Regions from separate parts of the Triticum aestivum genome. Here region 2 is linked to region 1. A link is a contact called in public Hi-C data. All regions are on one chromosome and are shown on one strand. The core of a region is the stretch at or near the end of the contact, and the rest is flanking DNA. Distances in the headings are between cores, read along the strand shown.

Region 1 (2,766 bases), core at 159-2,658:
CCACGTCGGATCGGGTTGGTGGAGGCGCTTGTGCTCGTTGCAGTGCCGTGACGGCGTCGCCCAGATCCGCCACACGGCGCTTGAGATCGGGATGCCAGGAGAGCAAATCGTCGATCTTTGTCGCCGTAGACTGCTGGGCCTTGGTAAGGCCGTCAATGGCGGCTTCGATCTTGGTTTCGAAGCGGGTGAGGAAGGCCGAGACGCTCAGATCCATGGCCTCGCGTGCTTGTCGCAGGCCCCTCGTCTCGATGAGGTGCGCCAGAGAGGTGGTTTTGGTCTCTGATACCAAATGTTAGAGTAGCGAACGGGAGTGGTGCTGGATCGATCTATTCACTCTCTGAAGTAGTAGCAACACAGATTGATTACAAGTATTAGGAAATTGTGGTAGCTAGGGGAGATACACGACGAATAGAGGAACTAGGATTGCCTCCGCCTGGTAGTCGCCTGATCCACTGGATGCCGGTCTCCTCCTAGTCGCCCGTTACTTGTAATGACGTTGTAGGCCTTAACGTGTCTACTCCGGCCTGCTGGTGCGTGGGCTGGGACGCCCGACCCGAGTGGGCCGCTGGGCAGCGCGGTTGTTGGCGGAGTCGCTGCCCTGCGGGTCCTGCTTGTCAGGTGCGTTGACAATATCCGCGGCGGGGGAGAATCTGCGGAGGGAGTACGGGCGAGGACGAGCGTGCTGCTGCTCGGGACAAAGACAAAGGGACGAGACTTGCCTGCTCCCCGTGCGTGTGCCTATTCGTACTCCCGCATACGTGGCTTGTTTTAATTGGAACAAAATAAGGTCCGGCCCCACCCCCTTAAAATTAAGGGGGAGATGATTAGATTAGAAAAGAAAAGGAAAAAAAGATAACCGTAGGATGAGGTGGGAGCACGGATGGCAGCAGGCAAGCCGGATCCAAGACAAAGGGTTGAAGGTGGAAGGAAGGAATCACTCGCTGCCCGCTGGTTACGGTGCATGGTGGCGAGGCGACGGTGATGTCGCGCGCGCAGCCGGGAAAACTAGGGACCCGCGGTAGGCCCACCGCTGACAGTTCGTTCGTTGCCCCTTCTAGTTAATTTAGTGTGTATGATTTGGCTAATTTATGTGCAAGGCCCCTGTGATCATGACGCGATTAGGGAGGGTGCATCAGCGAGAAAAGCTAGCTGGAGCAGAAGAAAAATCGACTGAACCACGTACAGGCCCACCGTAGGCACGTCGCCACGTCGGCCCGATTAAGACGTGCTCATTGCTGATTGGCTTGACCTTTTTTTTCCTACACAAGTTGCCGCACGAAGGACGGAAGGAGGACTTCTTTTTATATTTGTCTTGTGTGTGGACGCATGTCGTGGTCACGCCAGGACCGACCCACAGTACGTACTCTCCAAGGACAATCCGGTTGCACGGACGGACCATATATGCATATATCTATGCCATGGCGCCTACGTACGTTACGCTACGTACGTACGTACGTGTAGGATAGGATATAGTAGTAGATATAGACTCATCATGTAGATAAGATAATCACCATAAGACCACAGCGTCCTTGCGTTTGAAATTCTCGCTGCCCAGATTGCATGTGTTTTGTGTATCGGGCATTAGTTTTCGCTTTCAGCTTTGACCTATGGACGAGTCAGCCTCACGCCCTCGTCCCGTCCTGCTGTCGTGTTTCACTCGCAATATATACCACATCGGACAGCGAGAGAGAGAGAGAGACCACAAACTGTTCTTCTCATCTTGTTTCTGCAAACTGTTGAGTTCCCCAAGTGACCAACTGGTGCAAAATATCGATGCCAACACCGGCACGCAATGCGCCACAAAGCTACCGAAAAATAGCGATGTCTGCAGGATCGCGCTCTCTCCCCTCTCTCCTCAGAATACATCGGAGCGGTGGTTCCCTGGAATCTGGATATGCCAGTTTAGCTAGCCGGCTTGTTCTCCGGGAATATGTACGTACGTACTCCAGTAGTTAGCAAACACACGCAAGTGAGGACGATCTCTTTTGGGTGCACTGCACAGGAATATGCTGTGTATATATATGTGGCTCTCCTCTCTTGTGTGCGCCTCGTGCCTGTCATCTTCACTCATTTCATGCTCTTAGCTCTTACTTCTGGGTCCATGGAGACAAAGTTTTCTCGGCATGGGATCTTATGCTTAATCTGGGCGGGTTATCCTAGCTAGTGGGTAAGTGTCTCCTTGCCCTAGCACTAGGTTTAGCAGGTGCTGCTGAATTCGTGATGTATGTAAGGATACCTGGCGGGGACGAGAGAATCGACCGTCAGCTCTTCCTCTCATCGCATGCAATTTAATGGTCCACACGCTCTCCATAATTTCGTTGCATAAGCCAGCTCTCCGTCACTGCCAGGCTTGATAACGACGACGACGCTCAGTCGACACTGCCATCCTTGTCCTGCCAAAGCTGCATGTATACATACATTATTACTGATGATTACTACTATGACATGCATCGCAGAATCATCGACCCTCCGAGATGCCCCGGTCACTTTCCAGTTAATTAACTAGGCCCGCGCTAGATTCTACGACGAGTGTGTAATTTGGCGCATGCATCATACCAACTGTGAGTTCGATCAGTTTTTCCGAGGAATCTCAACGTCCGTACGCGTCTGTGCACGTGCACGTACGTATATACATGTGGATATGTACTTGTACCCGCGTACGTACGTAGGCTGCACGATTGATTCCGTTGTCTGGAGGAAGAAAGAGGAATCTTGTGTTCCCTCTCGACCATCCCTGCATGACTTGGAGTCGGAACGCATCCTCCG
Region 2 (2,725 bases), core at 48-2,547, 360 kb before region 1:
GGGACTAAAAAAAGTCTTAGGACTTCTGAACCAAACACCCCCTGAGAGTGCTTGTGAGGAGCTAGCCATGACAAACAGGTGGTTGGAGCGCGCACAAGGATCAAGCGGCGCTGAAAAAAACGAGCGTCGACCGTCTTGCTTGTGTCGGTACGTACATAGCGGACGTGTCTTGTTCTAGCCGCTCGTCCTCCTTGTCCTTTGCTCCTCGCCAGAATCTTCGGCTCTAGCCTCTATTTATCTATCTCTATCTGATAAAGGAAGCAGTAGATACCTACGGGTGCTCTGGCAATGGCATCCTACGTATACTACGGTGTACGTGTAGCGGGTACGCAAAGAGAGCTCGATAGAGACGAGATCAGTTGGGAGCCAGATGGCTAGGGCTCCAAAGCCCGGCCGCTTAGACGACGCAACCCTTGCTTGTCCGAGTGCGACGTGTACGAGTCTACTGTGATTAGCGCTAACAATTGCAAGATTGCTTGAGTCACGACCGACTCATCAGTTTCGTAAGAGACGACCGCGCTCCTGGCCACGCTCCTCATCCACCTACTACCCCGATCTGACCATGGGAGCCCAGCCAAATCCCCGCACGAAACCCGGCGGGGCGGGTGACGGAAGCGTGCCGCTTGCTTCGGCGGTACAGGCGTACAGCCGTCCAGGCTCCGGAGCGGGGGCAATGCACACATGGCGTACGTGCTCCGTGGTTCCTGGATAAACGCACGCGGGCGAAAGGGCCGGAGGATTCACGCCGAACAACCGGGAAACTCTCGCGGGCGGGCGGGCTGGCTAGGCGCATGTACACCTGTTGAGTCTTGCCCCGGTGGATCACCCTCCTCGATCCGCGGGTTCCGCCGCGTAGCTAGCCACCGCCCCGGGCGCGAGTGCACCGCATGCATGCACCCTCGGCGCGCATGCGTTTGGTGTACGGTGACGTACGATACGTTGACGAAAAATGGTTTACCCGCTTTGTATTACAAAGCAACCTACTGATACATACGATACGTTTCTGGCAAGCGTGCGTCTTCTTTTTGACAAACACGTGCGAGGAAGGGCAAACGGATAAAGGTCCGAAAAGATGCGTATCAGCGATAGAGCACCATCTAGCTTAGATAATAGGTGATCTGTCACATTTTCTTTCGATGACTGCTACAGCGGTGTCAAAGGTGGGTGCCGGACGTTTGCATGTTTGAGGATCATTCAGCCTTGATTGTACCTTTCATTCTTCGTTTTTCTGAACACGGCACAATCGCAGGTGCTCATATACACGTATATACAATAATTTTTATGAATGCACGCACACACTCACACCTTATCCTCATGAGCATCGCCGAGATACTGAGCCAGCACGACATATTGAGATAGACAAAGTCACCACAGACGTCTTGTAGTCGACGAAAATGCATTCTTTCACTGAATGAACATCGCCGGATAGACTAAAATAAATTCAGAAAAATGTGAGCATCAATGTCATATATCTTTTTGTGTAAATATAATTACTAGCGTTCTGCTATCTTTTCAATTTTATCAAATATATACCTTCATCTCTATTAAATTAGAGAATACACGGAAATCGATTGCACTATATTTCAGTGATTTGATTGTATGAAACATGCACAGTTGAATTAATAATACTAAAACTAAAAATGAACATTATATATTGTAATTGTTATGTAGTCAAAATATATTTCAAATATAGGTGGCATAATATAACGAAAAACTTTTGCCGATGCAAGTCGAGTCGACCATTGATGAGGTCCATGTGTGGTAAGGTGTGATGTGTGTGTGGAATCAACTAATAATGTAAAACTTTTTTGTCATGCATGTTGTGGTAGACATTTGATGAGGTAGCACACGTGTCTCTTAAGATAATAGAAGTAGTGGAGATGAACTATTTTTTTTTAAATGCCAGGATTCATGCATTTATTAAGAAAAAAAGAGTTGTATGATTTAGAGAAAACCAGATTGCCTAGTCAATTATGAAAACTAGGAAAAAAACTATCACAACCATTGAGCAGCACATACAAGATAGTCCACGCACACCACCTAAAAGAGGGCCTCACCAAAACAACACGCATGCGTCGTCATCAACTCTCGTTAGGCGTCATCGTCATCCCTAAACCTTGAGCAAATGACTCTGACTTCGCCGTAGGCGATCGTCGACTCAACCCACATTGTAGAGGTTGTGTGGAGTTGCATGAAGATCCACGCCAAAATTAAGCCACCTATGATCAGACAGCGCAGCTCCGACTCTGACTTCGCCGTAGGCGATTGTCGACTCAACCCACATTGTAGAGGCTGTGTGGAGTTGTATGAAGATCCGCGCCAAAACTAAGCCACCTACAATTAGCAGTGCAGATCCGATTCTGACGGAGACAATGAAGGAAAAAACTAGGCACGATTGGCGCCACAAAAGATCGCCGAACGGGCCACCTACAACCATTTATCGTACACCACAGGACCCACCACCGCAGCTTTGAGTTCACACCAACAAACAATCTGAGGCAATCCCACGGTCACGCCCGAAGAAGAGTCGGCTACCTCCACTATTGTCGCGTCGCTGACATCGCTCCCACTCTCATCGTCGCCACAGATGCCTGGACACCACAAACCACCGCCATCCACCAGTCTTGCTCGCCAATACCGAACTCCCAAGATACAACTCCTATGAGGGAATACGACACCAAGGCATAGCCATCATACGATCACATAGATCAAGTGCTTCCTCAGA

What was found. Hi-C and Micro-C count contacts between places; a contact is called where the count stands out from the background.
Region 2: a Hi-C map of leaf shows a contact between it and region 1, with 6 times the contacts expected there. The contact joins two enhancer-like sites. A contact is called at or near these places in 3 of 5 Hi-C or Micro-C datasets (leaf and an unstated tissue) and 1 of 1 datasets of contacts at active chromatin or transcription factors (leaf).

What each region holds. Positions count from the first base shown.
Region 1 is chr7B:527,289,978-527,292,743 of IWGSC CS RefSeq v2.1, reverse strand. No RefSeq gene overlaps it. Among protein-coding and RNA genes, the nearest start is that of LOC123156923, 11 kb to the right of the region's middle. Within about 2 kb of position 1,408, at least 1 of the 8 cell types and tissues checked has an H3K27ac peak or open chromatin away from gene starts, as enhancers often do.
Region 2 is chr7B:527,654,528-527,657,252 of IWGSC CS RefSeq v2.1, reverse strand. No RefSeq gene overlaps it. Among protein-coding and RNA genes, the nearest start is that of LOC123160864, 68 kb to the left of the region's middle. Within about 2 kb of position 1,297, at least 1 of the 8 cell types and tissues checked has an H3K27ac peak or open chromatin away from gene starts, as enhancers often do.